Linked DNA regions of Macaca mulatta: region 2 is linked to region 1. The links are chromatin contacts, called in public Hi-C maps. All regions are on one chromosome and are shown on one strand. Each heading gives the region's core, a stretch centred on a gene start, on an enhancer-like site or on the middle of the called end of the contact. The rest is flanking DNA. Distances are from core to core; before and after follow the strand shown. Region 1 holds the start of IER5L (immediate early response 5 like). Region 2 overlaps PTPA (protein phosphatase 2 phosphatase activator).

The links. A called contact is a pair of places that touch in the nucleus more often than the background predicts.
Region 2: a contact with region 1 is called in a Hi-C map of blood, with 2.1 times the contacts expected there. The contact joins the enhancer-like site here to the promoter of IER5L in region 1. A contact is called at or near these places in 4 of 14 Hi-C or Micro-C datasets (blood, fetal cortex germinal zone, fibroblasts and 1 more).

What each region holds. Positions count from the first base shown.
Region 1 is chr15:18,466,634-18,470,130 of T2T-MMU8v2.0, forward strand. IER5L (immediate early response 5 like) reads left to right here and starts at 1,330. Exons shown (of 1, transcript XM_015116647.3): 1 at 1,330-2,933. The coding sequence starts at 1,539. The coding sequence ends at 2,756.
Region 2 is chr15:18,504,257-18,507,687 of T2T-MMU8v2.0, forward strand. The region is part of intron 9 of PTPA (protein phosphatase 2 phosphatase activator); the gene reads right to left. Among named protein-coding and RNA genes, the nearest start is that of PTPA, 29 kb to the right of the region's middle. Within about 2 kb of position 2,120, at least 27 of the 40 cell types and tissues checked have an H3K27ac peak or open chromatin away from gene starts, as enhancers often do. A contact at or near this core is called in blood, where this site is marked.

The DNA of each region.
Region 1 (3,497 bases), core at 80-2,579:
TCAGAGGTCCACTAATGGACCCTTCTCAGGCAAACCTCCAGACCACTTCCAAGAGCCTCCCCAGCTGTCTCGGCAGCCTCCACCCCAGGCACCTTTGAACCCCGCTGGGAGCAGCAACCAGCCCCCTTCAGACCTCTTGGTCCAGATAGAGCGTCCCCAGGAATCAGCAATCCTGTCCCTCTCTTCTCCCATTGTCTCAGTCCCCAGCTGCGAGGAGGTGGCCCCTGAAGCGTTCAGGATAAGAAGGAAAACTGTGTCAACAGAAGTTAAGTCGGTGAGTTCCCGAGCCTTTGGTATCCACCTCCTGTCTGGAGCGCAGGGTCCTGTCCCAGCTCCTAGCTCCGCCCCCTGGGAACTGTATGGTTCCTCAAGTCACTCCACTCCTCCGAACCTCAGGCCCCTCCTCTACAAACGTTAGAGTGAGGCATTGGGGAGTTGCTGGGAAGGGCCTGCCCCATACTAGGCCCATAATAATAGTCCCTATTGTCATTATTATTAGTTAGGCACGAAAGGAAAGGTTACAGAGCTGGTGATTAGGACACTTAGCGTTTCGGCTCTCAGGACGCCTTTGAGCCTCAGTTGATCCCGAGGTCCACACACTCCCTGGGTCATGCGTGGCCTCAGAACTCTCTCCATCAGAGAAGGTCAAAATTCATGATGTTTTGGTTTTTCCTGTTAGACAAATGGGGAGGACCTCCCTTCCGCAAGCATTTCCAGAGGCCCCTCGGCCAAAAAGGGAGTCAGGCCCTACGTTCTCTGCGGTGGAGGGTACCCCCAAAACCTCGCTCCTTTGATGTCCCCCAGTGTCAAGCTGGCGGTCCCACCAGCCTCCTGTAGAGGCCTTGACTCCCGCGAGTCACCCGGGGGCCGACAGGTGGGCAGGTGGAGGCGCCGCGCGGCCCGGGGAGCTGTAAGCCGCGCGCACCTGCCGCAGGTGAGACCCAGCCGTGCGGAAGGGGGAGGAGCCGTCGCGCAGCACTCAGGTGATCCGACCCCCTGCTCCCGGGACCTAAGGCGAGGGCAGCCGCGGGCTTCAACGTGGCCGCTGCCAGGCGACCTATGCTGCAGACTGCGGCCCCGGCGGCTCCGAGTCCCGCGCGGCGCGGCGGCCCCAGGAGAACATTCGAGGCAGCAGCGGCGTTGTAGGCCCGGGGTCCGTTCGGTATTTGAATAGCACAAAGGAACCGCCTTGGTCTGATTGGCCAGCTAAGTAGCCCCGGGGCGGGCAGCGCCTGTCACTCGGGAGGCTCTCAGAGCTCCTATTGGCTCTTCTCATGTGGGGCGGGGCCCGGGCACCCGGCTAAATAGCTGGGGCCGGGGCCGGCCGAGACTCATTGCTTTGGCGCCGTCTGGGGAGCGCGAGCCCGCGGGTGGCGCGCAGCGCATGGTGGCGGCTCCTCTCGGAGCACAGCCGAACCGCTGACCCGGACTCCGTTCCCCCTGCCCGGCGCGCCCCGGCGGCCGGCTGGAGGCAGAAACAGCAGCAGCGTTAGCAGCAGCAGCGGCGGCGGCTGCTCCGCCGCCGTCTCCGCGGGAGCATGGAGTGCGCCCTGGACGCCCAGAGCCTGATCAGCATCTCCCTGCGCAAGATCCACAGCTCCCGAACCCAGCGCGGCGGCATCAAGCTGCACAAGAACCTCCTGGTGTCCTACGTGCTCCGCAACGCGCGCCAGCTCTACCTGAGCGAGCGCTACGCCGAGCTCTACCGGCGCCAACAGCAGCAGCAACAGCAGCAGCCGCCCCACCACCAGCACCAGCACCTAGCGTACGCGGCGCCGGGCATGCCGGCCAGCGCGGCCGACTTCGGCCCGCTCCAACTTGGTGGCGGCGGGGACGCGGAGGCGCGCGAGCCGGCCGCCCGGCACCAGCTGCACCAGCTCCACCAGCTCCACCAGCTGCACCTCCAGCAGCAGCTGCACCAGCACCAGCACCCGGCGCCCAGGGGCTGCGCGGCAGCGGCGGCGGCCGGAGCGCCCGCGGGCGGCGCGGGGGCGCTCTCGGAGCTGCCCGGGTGCGCCGCGCTCCAGCCGCCGCACGGCGCGCCCCACCGCGGGCAGCCCTTGGAGCCTCTGCAGCCGGGTCCTGCGCCGCTGCCGCTGCCGCTGCCACCGCCCGCTGCGCTCTGCCCGCGGGACCCTCGCACCCCGGCCGCCTGCTCCGCGCCCTCCGCGCCCCCAGGGGCCGCCCCTCCGGCCGCCGCCGCTTCTCCGCCCGCCTCCCCGGCCCCCGCCTCCTCCCCCGGCTTCTACCGGGGCGCATACCCGGCCCCCTCGGACTTCGGCTTGCACTGCAGCAGCCAGACCACCGTGCTGGACCTAGACACTCACGTGGTGACCACGGTAGAGAACGGCTACTTGCACCAGGACTGCTGCGCCTCCGCCCACTGCCCCTGCTGTGGCCAGGGCGCTCCGGGACCGGGCCTGTCGTCCGCCGCCGGCTGCAAGCGCAAGTATTACCCTGGCCAGGAGGAGGAGGAAGACGACGAGGAGGACGCGGGCGAGCTGGGGGCCGAGCCCCCCGGGGGCGCCCCGTTCGCCCCCTGCAAGCGCGCCCGCTTCGAGGACTTCTGCCCGGACTCGTCCCCGGACGCGTCCAACATCTCAAACTTGATCTCCATCTTTGGCTCCGGCTTCTCGGGGCTCGTGAGCCGACAGCCGGACTCCTCGGAGCAGCCGCCGCCGCTCAACGGGCAGCTGTGCGCCAAGCAGGCGCTCGCCAGCCTCGGCGCCTGGACTCGAGCCATTGTCGCCTTCTAGGGACCCCCGAGGGCACAGGGACCCGGGGCCCCGCGAGGCTGGGGCCAGACAAAGACTCGGCCAAGGGGCGAGAGGGGGGAACGAGCGGGCGCCGGGCCACTCGGGGCTGAGCTGAGGGCGAGCAGGGGCAGGGGCAGGCGGCTGATGTTTTATAAATTGTAAAATAAAAAAAAGAAATTTAAAATCTTGGACTTTATTTTTGCAGAGAGAAAAGCGCCTATTTAAGTATGCTTTGTGTTTCTCCTACTCTTTTTTTCTTTTTATTGTAGTGATTGCAGTGGTGTTTAGCGAGGAGCCTGCCACGTGAGGGAGGGCTGCTGCCCGGAGAAGCTGCCGGGCAGCCGGGGGCGAGGCAGGGCGCCCTGGCCGCCGGGGCGCGCTGGGGGCGCAGCGCAGGAGGGCGCGGGACCCGGGACGCCGATTCCAATCAGTTGTCAGACCCGGGAAGCCCGACGTTCCGCTCTCCCAAGTCTCTCTGTGGGGTGAGGAATGGGTCTTGTGAAATTCTGAGCAAAAACAAAGGCAAACTATCTCCGAAAGGGACGTTTGGGTCACATTTCCTCTCTGGGGGCGGACTCCAAAGTTCTCAAAATGAGAAGGCAGAAATGAAAACACTTCAACTTTTTTTTTCTTTTCTTCCCGGGGCGGGTGTCTTGAACCCTTCTTCTCCCCGCCCCTCTGGCTCCGTTCTCCTCCCCTCCTCCACCCGTCTCCCGGACTCGGGGGTGGCGCCTGACACCC
Region 2 (3,431 bases), core at 870-3,369, 38 kb after region 1:
AGTGCCAGAGACAGAGTTCCCCCTTGGCCCTCAAGGCCTGCTAGGAAAATATAACATTCCATGCCCACCCACCCACAGCCACCCCTCTTTCTCCCACAGCTAAAAAAAAGGGGGCCTAATTCCTGTCGCCCACCAAATCCCGCCGCCTCAGGAAGATAAGATCTCCACCTGAGCTTCTGGTGTCATTCCCACCGACTCCCCAGGAGCCTCAGAGCGCCTCTCCAGCACAGGGGTTCACTCGGGCTCAGATAAACAGCAGCAGCACCTTGACCCCACCCCTCCAGGCCCACCCCTTCTCCCCCAGGCCCCCCCCACAGGACACGTGGTCTGCACCTGCCACCAGCAGAGCTAAAAGAGATGAGGAAAGGGTCAATTTGCAAGAGGACCAAGGTGGGTATGACCAAACCCAGGTATCCGACAGCCCTCTGCATGGCAGGCAGAGTGAGGGAAGAGAGGGCGGATGGGAGGCAGGGGTGCCTGAAGGAGCAGCCAGCGTGGCCTGGCCAGGAGGTGGGGAAGGGGTGGCCGCCACAGCAGCTGAAAGAGGCAGGCACAAGGACGGATCCATTCCTGGTCCTCCCTCTTGCCAAAGAGTCTGACCCTCCAGGAAGGAAGAGGAAGATTCTGCAGCCAGCATGAAGTTCCCATGACGTCAGAAACCACAGAGGGACGCCTGTGTGCCTCAGCATATCCCCCTGACACCACGAGTCCAGCACATTTGTATTTATTAACCAAGCAGTTCATAATTCCCCTCGACATATTCCCCAGCTCATAGGCAGCATTTACAGGGGAACGGGGCTCTGCACCCCAGACCCATGCTGCAGAAGGAAGACTCTGCAAAGAGGCTGAGTCTGGCAAACAGAGACTTGGAAGGTTCCAGAAACATGCAGGTGTCAGGGGAGGCTGGGTTATCTGAAGGAGAAAAAATAAGCCAGAAACGCTCTCCAAAATGGGGCATCAGTTCACCACGAGGACCCTTAGGAGCCCCCACTCTTGAGCCATGGGCTGCCACCTGGTGACCCACTCCTGGCAGGCCTCTTACTTCTCTAGTAAGGGCAACTGTGACAAAACTTTTAAGATTTAAGTCAAAAAAAACTGTCATTTTACCCCTCATCTCCCTCCCCTGGCCCAGGTTCCCAAAAAGCCCATCCAAACACCCACGTTCAGGAGCAAGGACAACAGGCTCCTCCCTCCCCTCCCCTCCTCTCTCAGTCTCCACCACAGCCAAGCAAGAGCCCGAGGCACTCAACAGAGACAAAGCCCACCCTGGTCCCTGGGGGCCTTGTCTTGGGCCACTTGCTTCACCCAGAATCATCCAAGGCTCGCTCCTCCAGGAGGGCAGCCAGGCACCCCCAGCCTACAGGGGCCTCACCTCAGGGGAGCTTTGTTTCAACTGCGGGGCTCAACTACACTCCACCCCCAGCCCCTCCCCTCCTCCTCCCCGCCCTACCCCGCCCCTTCCCCAGTCTGCAGGCTCCAGCCCCGTGCATACTTCCAGGCCAGGGAAAGCTTAGGAAGCATGGAGCTGTGTAACCAGTTTCACTCTCTGGACAGGGCCCTCTGAGCAAGCAACCAGGGGGCACCCTGTCGGCTTCGTCTGCCAGGGGCCTGCCCGGCAAGGGCTCCGAGGCAAAGGCAGGCAGATGGGCGCTGGAAGACAGAACCCCTGCCTCCTGGCCAGCGTCGCCCACCAGGGCCAAAGAACAGATCCTCAAAAGGCCTCTGGCAGAGCCAGGGCTGGGCCCATGTCCTGGAACTCCAGTGGCCCTGGGCCCCCACCCACAGAAAGGCCAGAGAGGTAGTTTATTTGGAGGAGCTGCAGGCTGCCCCCCAGGCCTTCAATGCCCAGGGTCTCCCTAAGTCCTTCAGAAGGAGACCCTGTAACTCTGGCAAAGAAAACAGACGATGGGGGGAAAAAGAAATCGGGGCTGGAAGACCAAAAAAAAAAAAAAAAAATTAGCTCATTCTAGCCACAAAGGGAGAAGAGAAAGAACCAGAACGAGCAAGCGAGCTGCAGCCCGCAGTGACCCCAGGGGAATCGTGTGAGTCAGAGCAGCCATATTGAGCAGGAAATTACTCACAGACGCTGCGTTCCTGCCTCTCCACTCCCCAGAGAATCGGCCTTTTGTAAATGGCTCCTCTGTCAGTAACTGGGGGGATGGGCGGGGGTGGGGAGGCTCTGCACAGCGCCTTCCTGTCAGCTCCTTCCCTTCCAGCTGAAATCTGATCCCTCCCTTCCCAAAACTCCAAATTTAGAAGCCAGATTGAAACTGAAATTCTTTTCCTGCCTGCCCTGGGCTCTTAAAGGCGCCAGGGCTGCATTTCCAGAGGCTGCAGAGGCCCTGCAAGGTGGGGTCCCTCACCTTGGATGCCCAAAGGTATCAGTGCGGTCTTGGCATGAGACCCAGAAAGGGCTGTCCGATTCCATTCCCAAGTTCTAGGTGTTTTATTTAATCTCCCAGTTAAAAGAGCACCATGGTGAATCCAGGATCTCCAGAGGAAACATTGCCTCCTTCCCAACCAAGGTGTACAGAACTCTGTGCAAGCCTCCAGGTCCCGAGTGAGCTAGGCCAGGCCACTCACCAACTAGGGGCTGCAAAATGCTGCTCACTGCTCCGAGGTGGAAGAGGGTGGGCGCTCTGGAGAACCAACACAACCTGTGCTGCAACCAGCGGCCACGTGGCAAGATGGGCCCTTGCTGCAGCCACCTCAGCTCCTGGGCACACTCCTCCTAGCGCCCACTGTTGAACACCATGCCCAAGAGCCTAGACCCAAAGTGAAAACCCGGCCCTGAGGAGAAGGTGCGGAACAGCCAAAAACTCTAGGCACGCCCTCCCCTCCCTGTTCCTTCTGAGGCCTCAAATAAATGTAACCAAACCCTCTCCAAGTTCAATGTGCCTCTCCTGCCACCTAGTGGCTACTTTGAGATTTCCTCTAGTGGAGGAACTGGGTCCCAAACTTTGGAAAAGCTTTTGGGGTTTTTATACCAACATCATCAGCCAACCAACTAAAGACACAAACTTTTACCATGGAATCAATTCCCAAAATCCTGGAGGCCAAGGCTGGCCTGCCTCCTAGTTAGAATATAGACAGGGACCCAGAGGCCTGGCCAGCCGCCAGGGGGAGCCCAAACAGCTCAGCCTTTCAGTCACAGGCAAGAGCTCAAGTGTGGAATCTGCACCCTTCTTCCCACCCTGCTCCTCCAGCTTATCCTGAGGTCCCCCAGGGCTCCACAGACCCCCACATTCCACTCCACAGAGAGCAGCGCGTGACTGGCTTTCAAGGCAGTGAGCCAGGCTGCCCCCGAGTCCTCCCGACCTTGGGCCTGCCACACTGCTGAGGGCAGCAGATCTCCGGGAATGAAGCGGTGGCCGCCCAGCCATCAGGCCCGGCTCCATTTGCTGACTTGGAAAAAATGTGTCATTCCCCTC